2 separate regions of the Gossypium hirsutum genome follow, and region 1 is linked to region 2. Evidence: chromatin contacts called from public Hi-C data. All regions are on one chromosome and are shown on one strand. The core of a region is the stretch at or near the end of the contact, and the rest is flanking DNA. Distances in the headings are between cores, read along the strand shown. Region 1 holds the start of LOC107954772 (probable plastidic glucose transporter 1). Region 2 holds the start of LOC107954774.

Region 1 (4,179 bases), core at 175-2,674, 130 kb before region 2:
TGCTGTCAATTTTTTCTTTTAAATTCTGCTTGTGTCGATTTTATTTAATCACTTTGTTTGCTGTTCTTATTGCGTTTCAGGCGTTCCAAAGCATTCCAAATCTGATTCGCCCTCTTCTTTACTAAAGATCGGATCGCCCCTTTTGTTCTTGGCAGCAAAATTCGTTCAAAATCCCTAAATTCCTTGTTCTTGTCGATTTCTTCTTTTCAGATTTGGGTTGTTTTGGTTGCTAGAATTTTGGGGAAATTTAACTTGCTGTTTGTGTCTTTCTTTTTAGATTCGACAGGTTGGAGTATTCTTTGGGGTTCAATTACATGTTCTTGATTCCCTAAGAACCTTTATTAACACTTATTCCTATTCTCAATTTGATTCTTTGCTAGTTTGGGGATTTTTATTCCATATCTGGAAATTCAAAGTTCTAATATTTTAATTTCTGTTTTGTTTCAGATCTGTTCGTTTAGAGCCTCGTAGGAGTTTTCTCGTGACTTGGCAACTCGATCTTGGTCCGCGCGCAACCCTCTATCAAATACATTCTAACCAAATGAACCAAACTAGCTAATATAACATACCATCTACAACCTTATGTCAGCGAACCAAACATAGTGTTAGATAATACATTCCAATCAAATGAACCAAACAAGGTAATGTGAAAATACCATCTACAACCTTACGTTTTTGTAATTCTATTATGAAAATTTATATTATATTCCTAGAACCAAACATTCCCTGAAAGTTCTTTAATATTGATTTCATAGTTAATTTTTTTTATAAATATCAAAACATATATGAAATTTGATTCAATGTACAATGTCATATATGAACTTTGATTTTATACAAATTTATGCATTAAATTTTAATTTAATTCAATTTTCACAAATTTCTAACAATATTATTGAATTAGCACCGTATACATTAATATATTGTATAAAAAACAATTATATTAATTCAATATGAAAATAAATATATGTATTTATTTTATTTAAATGTGTAGAATTGAATCCAAATCAAAATTTCATATATATATATATATATACTAACCAAAATTCAAGTTTAATATATATGATGGTAACAAATTAAAGTTTATATTACAAATTACACATTTTAATTGATTTTGAATTTATGGGTTTTAGATGTGACGTTAACATGATTTCACGGTTTTCTTTCTTCAAAATTTCAATTATTAGAAGTAAAAAGTTCTGACTCTGACTCATGGCATTTTACGATTAAACCACGTCTTTAACATTTCAAAATTTAATATCCTTAGATAAAAGTATCCACAAATAAGTAAATTACGTCATGCTAAAGAAAATGTCACTAAAATGCTCTCATCCTTGCTGGTATACTGTTGAAATATGCTCTCGTGTTTCCCGCCAATTTGTTACTCTTTTTTTATGACCGTTTTATCCTCTTCCTTCCTTGCAGAGCTAACAAATTACGCCACCTGGCTTTATCCTATCATTTCTATCTAATTATTGAAGGGAAAAAAAAAAACACTTCAATTCCCATTCTCTCTCCTCGATTTCTCACTTGATGTGGGTTGCCACCGTACTCCACCGACCGGTCGTCCCGGTTCCCCTATTCTTCACCTCTCATCTAAGCCCCAAAGTACTCCTTAAACCCAAAACCTTTCGTTTTGGTTTCCTCTTGCCGTCACTAAAGTTGAAAGCTTCTGCGACTAAGAAGCAGTTGCAGACTCAGGAGCCAGGTTTTTACTATCATTTTTTTTGGCTTATTGACTTACGTCAAATTCAATCAACGGACAAGATTCTGTGGAATTTTTATGGTTAATATCTGATTAGGGTTTAAATTGCAGATAATGAAGATTTACATAATCAAGAAAAAAGCGATGATCAAATCTTTGATTTGGGATGGCTTCCTACTTTCCCTCACGTTTTGGTTGCTTCAATGTCCAATTTCCTTTTCGGCTATCACATAGGGTAAGTGTTTTTTTAATGAAAACATTTTTCTTTCCCTCTGAAAAGTTAATTGTTGGTTTTTTTTTCCTTGCTCTTTTTGCTATGCAATGAAGCATTTGAATATTCTGGAGCTTAATTCTGCTCTTATTGATTTTTTTTTATGCCTTATTGTGCTTTCTAATTAGTTGCTCGCTCTTTTAGCTGTTGAGAAATTGGAAATTATGTTGCTAACTGATTTATATGCTTACAAGAGTTTTATTTATTTAACTATAAATATTCCATAAAAAAAACTATAAATAAGGAAACTACACACTGAATTATTGTCTTTTAATGTATAAATCTGGTTGTAGAGTGTTAAAATTTCATCGGGAGTGTATGGAAGGAATTCATATACCCGGTCTCTTAATTCTCCCTAAAGTACCCATGTCCAACACTTGTGTTTGACATAGGTATGGGATATGATCATATATGTGAAGAAATAAAATAGAATAAAAAATATTGAGTATGCCCATATTGGATTCTCACACGTATCCAATACTCACCATAACATGGGTGTAACTTGAAAATCAATGATATTTTTAAAGAGTAAAATTGGTTTGTCAAATAGTCAGTTTACAAAATTGCATTCTTTGTTTTGCAGAGTAATGAATGGTCCAATCGTTTCAATTGCAAGAGAACTTGGTTTCGAAGGAGATCCAATTCTTGAGGGGCTTGTGGTAAGCATATTCATTGCTGGAGCTTTCATTGGAAGCCTGAGTTGTGGTTCACTGGTGGACAAACTAGGCTGTCGCCGGACCTTTCAGATTGACACGATACCATTGATACTTGGTGCAATTGTGAGGTGAGAATAGCATATATAGGTATTGTTAATCCAAGCAATGCATTTTATCTCCTCTATGCCAAGTGAAATGTGGAGTTCATTTAAACAGTACTATAATTATTTTGTACTCTTTTGTTTCTTTTGTGTGTTTCACACCCCATCTGTTATTTCATTCTGTATTTATCTAGGTAGAACTTATAGGACACATATTACAGTTGCTTCTTTTTCTTTATGTGTTTGAAAGTGTGTTTAAACATGTAAACCAATTTATATCTTGGCCCTTCAGGTGCTTTTTGAGCTTACTCTTATAATGGTAAGAATTGGGTCAAAGTCTAACGGGTGTCCCTGTACTACTGTGTAAAGTTCATTTTAGTTCCTCTACTAAAAATTACTCCAAATTAGTTCTTATGCATTAAAAATTTGTTCAAATCATGATAATGTTAAAATTTTCCATTAGGTTGTTGATAGTTTGCACAAAATATATCATACCTAACTGATTTACCCATGACCCGGCCCATGGAACAAACCCAACCATCCAAAATCTTAGAACTACCGTGTGGCCACTGGCCATAATAGAAGTTTCAACTATTGTGACTCTCCCCTGCCAATCCCTCAGAACCCTAAATCCAAATCTCCAAATTCCCCAACCCCAAGTTAACTTCATCGCAATATATCTAATGAAAATTTTGGGGCATTAATCAGAAAAGCTAGAGGAGAAGAGGAAAGATTTCTAATTGAAATCCCCCAATGCCTGATCCCTTGTATAAAAAATCTCATTCTATTTATAGCTTAGAAATATTTAAGTTAGCAATTCACGCTGTAGTTCCACGCAACTCAATTACTCGTTTTTTCCAATTCTTCTTTATTCTCAAAAGTTCAATTAGTTGAATATTTTCTTGAAGTTTTATTTACTTATCTTTATTTATTAGCTCCATTGCTCATCGAATGCAGCTTAAACAATGAACAGTGTTTGATTACTCTTGTTCTGAAATTGCTTGAGCTAGTTTGCTTGCTTAAAAATGATTATCTTTTCAAAAATTTTATTTTTTTCAGCCACACCAGATACATGGCATGTTTTGTTTTTGGGATAATTGGGTTTTTTGCATGGGTCGGGTCGGGTTATGAGCAAGCCAGTTAGATATGAATATATTTTCTCCAAATCATCAAGTTAACGGTAGATTTTTAATGGTCTGATGATTTGAAACAATTCTTTTAGTGTGTAGGGATTGTTTTGGAGCTTTTTAAATACATTACAGTATGTTTTACAGCCTGTTAACACTTACCATTAATTATTACTGATGTTACTAGGATAAGTACATCAGATTCATTATTTTGTTGCACCATAGATCTCTTGGAAAAGAACCACCACGAATGATTCTTTTTTGTACTTGCTTATTTTACTTTGACCACCAAAGTAGCTCAATGCTTCTTACATGCAACACA
Region 2 (4,080 bases), core at 564-3,063:
AAGATGTATAAGAATTGAACCCGTATTTAATAGATTTATAAATTAATTATTTACCATTACACCAATAATAATTCTTAAGTGAACTTAAAAAAAAAAACTTTTAACATAAAATGTTTTCTCCCACCAATAGATTTATAAATAAGTTCTTGAGTAAACACACATCTATGTTTTAAATTCATGGTTTCCACACGCATACACATAAGGGGGCTGGCATAGGCCCTAACCCCCTTAAAATGAAAAATTGTCATTTAGGCTCTCTAATTTTTAAAAAAATTTTAAATTAGTAAAGGTAAAATTGTACTTTGGCCCCCCTAAAGTTATAAAATTTCAATTTAATACTTTAAAAATTATAAAGATATAGATTATAAAAAATTAACATTTCATTCGCCCCCTAAAAAATTGTTCTGGATTCGCCCCTGATGATAGGACTTCTAATTATTATTTAAACCATTGACTGAGTTGATGTCACAAGTCAACCGGACAACTACTTGGTTGGGGGAATTACTAAACCACCCTTATATATTTGAAATAAATTATATTTTATAAGGGTAATTTTATCTTTTTACATTTGAAATAAAATCAATAAAAAATTACAAATGAATTTGAACCCATACCATCAACATGTATAAAATCTCAACTTTACCTCAGCAAGCAAAGCTTCATTCTAACTTTTTTTATACATTTTAATATTATTATTCAAAAGTTTTCATCCACGTTGTTTGTATATTGACAATATCATTGTTTAACTTGATACTAACTCAAGAAAAACAATAATATCATGATAAACAATTAGAGTGCAATTAGTATTTTTAATATGATGTATTTACTATTTCAATTTCTTTTTACTCACAATTTAAACTAATTTTTATTACATTTTGCATACATGTTTTTAGTTTCAAAAGTCACATTTCATTATTTATCATATATTATTTTTAAACATAGACATACGTCTTAAATACGTGATTTTTATACATATAATTTTATCAATATTAACAAGATAAATTGTCTTAATTACATAATTTGAAAGTTTTGCTCTTAACCTAATTATTTGAACAAGCAATTTTGTAAATGACGAATTTCAAGTTGATAACACAATTGATTAACTTGTAGTTGCTGCATCTATTAAAATCATATAATCTCAAAATGTTCTACATTCATTTAAGAATTTCATGACATCCGGTCTCAATCATAATTAATAAATTTTAATAATCAATTTTATTTGAGAACAAACCCTATTAATTGAGTCTTTAATAGATTTTGATAGTAAATTCTCGAAACCAAAAGAAATATTGATAATATCTAAAAAGATATTCAACATTGTTATTCACAATGTTAATATAATATCTTTTAATACAATGATTAATTATCGTAAATTTTATTCCTCATCAAAGCTCTTCTAAATTCTCAACTAATTTTATGTCGTTTTTTTTTCTGAAAGGACCTTCTCATCACGGCTGGATTCAAGCTCACAGTTAAAAACAAGGTGGCTTTGTACTTATAAAAAAGAAGAAGCGAGTTTGAGTATTTCATCTTTAAGTTGGTAGTATGTTTGGTTTTTCGGTAATAGTTTAATCTGTTAGATTGTTGTTATATAGTTTTAATTTATAAATAGAAACAGGCGAACCACATCGTAAGGCTATTCTCGGCGCGTGAGTATATTAATTAGATCAGATCTCCTTTTAATTTTACCATTTTAGCCTTCGTCTTCCACTTCTTTCCAGTTTCCTCCAAAGCTCTCACATCAATAATAAGTAGTAACTCTTATTTATTTATTATTTATTTCGAATATCCAATAACTTTTTAATACACATAGACGTGTTGTGAACGTGTCGAATCTTGCCTTCCTTCATCACGCCTTCCAAGTTCCAACCCAACCAAACTCTTTCCCTCTCAACCATTATTATTTCCTTGCATTTCATTTAATACAAAACAATTTCATTTTCTTTTTGCCTTTTAATCTGATTCTCTCTCTTTTATTAAATGTTTTGTTATGAAGTTAAAAGTGTGATTGTGTTTCCTTCCTTTTCTCTCCCTTTTTTGTTTTATCTCTTCCATTTTCATGGAATTCCTTTCTTCAAGGTCTATTTTCCTCTCTTTCTTAGTATCTATATATATATAGTAATGTTGTTTATTTTGGATATGAATGAATTTTTATTTCTTATATGCTAATTGTTAAGCTGTGATTTGCTGTAATTTGAAATTAAAAACAGAGCTTAGAGCTTAATTTTGATGGGGAAGTACGATGATGAGCGCTCTGTTTTTCCTTTAACCAGTCTCCAAATCGGGTAATTCTTTTAACTTTTTTTACTTTTACCATCTGTATGCTTGATCTAGTAGAAGTTGAAATTTTGGCTTCAGACTATGTTCACGGACTCGGATGGACTGTCATAGATATACATGTTTGAGGCGGTATATGCATTTCCTTTTTTCGAAGTTTTTCATATATGTTGGGATCATATTCCAATGCTCATTTCCGGTATATGTTTTTATGATTAGAAAAATATGAGTTGGTTAACATCTGCTTCAGCTGCTAGTCATACTTCATACAGTCATGTTATGAATAAGCTTCTTCAGTCTTTTTTTTTTTTTTTCCGATTTCTGATTAGTGACTTTTTTTTTCTTTTAACGAGTGTTGATACATTTTTTTATATGGTAATTTTGTGTGTTTCTAGGACTTCATTTGTAGAAATATCAAATCCTGGGCGTTAATCAATTGATTTATTCTAAGCACTTGCGTTATGGGAAATATCAGAATCACTGAGTTATTTCTCAGGGTTTTCCACTTTTCTTATGTATTATATTAAATTTTATTGTCTAATCTCTGATTGCAGAGACTTGCAGTCTTATCTATCGGATCTTAGCCTTTTCTTGGCCCCTGAAAGTAACAAATTCTACATTTTGGTGGACAACCGGCCATGGCTCAGGGACTTAGGTTCACGTCCTGCTCACTTGTGGCAATTGATGGTTACCAAGGTTGTTGAGCACACCTTTTATTTTGATTCTTTTGAAATATATGGTTTTATTTAATTATTTTTAATTTTCAAATGATTAGAATATTTTAATGAATTTAAGTGGATTTTTTTTCTTCCTATTTACATTTTACAGTCCAGGTTATCTCCTTTTGCTAACACCAAAGGTCGTAGGGCAAGAAAGGATGGAAAAGAAGCTTCTTCCAAATCAAATGCTAAAGATGCCAAGAAGTTGGAGAGATGGTTCTCTTTGGTAGATGCTGCAATGCTGTCGAAAAAGAGAATTTTGCTACCTGTTAAGACATTGAAAACCTCTTCGCTTCTTAGCAATGAGCTGCATAGGACATTGTATGGCTTCATTGTATTTGAAGTTTCATGGTCCAATGTTCGAGGTCTTAACTACTTGAATGAACTTCAGGTATTTGTTCTTGTATGTGCTCAATAATTTTTTGTTTGTGGTTCTCCTTCAAGGTCTCCGTGTTTAGCAATTTTCTTCTCATTTTCAGACTGATACCTCTCTAGCCATAGAGGCTAAATTCATGCGAAGATGGGAATTTGACAGCATTGATCAAGCAGCAAAGTGTCTATCTTCATGGTTCTCCGGAACATTGTTGGAGCAGCGGCATCTGAAGGAGTACCTGAATTCGACAATTGGTATGTTTTTGCCTGAATATTTTATGACACTAGAACAAAAGTTGTCTTTATGATTCTCGAGTTGCACAAGATTACCTTTCCTCAGCATTCTATATCCTTTGGACTCACAATATATATGTATATATATTTATGTATGAAGTAAGAAATTGCAAACTGAAGAAGTATGTCTGCAAGAACCAAAGTATATTTGGTCACTTTTTATCTCACTAGGTGTAAGTACAATTGATGGAGGGTCAAATCAACCTTTGAAAGTCTGAAGTAATTTAAAATAAAGAAAGCCTGTTCAATGTGTATTTTGATAATTTTACCACAAGAGTTTAGCTTATCGAAGTCAAGCCAAACTCATTCTCATCAGCTTTCTGTCTCATTTGCTCTATTCTGTTCCCTTTGAACTGAAATATATTGTTAATAATCAAAACTCCCTAGCACCAAGATTAGAAAAACCTGAACGGAGGTT

What was found. A called contact is a pair of places that touch in the nucleus more often than the background predicts.
Region 1: a contact with region 2 is called in a Hi-C map of leaf, with 1.8 times the contacts expected there. The contact joins the promoter of LOC107954772 here to the promoter of LOC107954774 in region 2. A contact is called at or near these places in 10 of 34 Hi-C or Micro-C datasets (anther, callus, fibers and 3 more).

What each region holds. Positions count from the first base shown.
Region 1 is chrD07:38,013,326-38,017,504 of Gossypium_hirsutum_v2.1, reverse strand. LOC107954772 (probable plastidic glucose transporter 1) reads left to right here and starts at 1,424. Exons shown (of 12, transcript XM_016890437.2): 1 at 1,424-1,705; 2 at 1,814-1,937; 3 at 2,557-2,757. The coding sequence starts at 1,531.
Region 2 is chrD07:37,879,775-37,883,854 of Gossypium_hirsutum_v2.1, reverse strand. LOC107954774 reads left to right here and starts at 1,813. Exons shown (of 10, transcript XM_016890442.2): 1 at 1,813-2,079; 2 at 2,211-2,285; 3 at 2,832-2,973; 4 at 3,106-3,387; 5 at 3,476-3,623. The coding sequence starts at 2,230.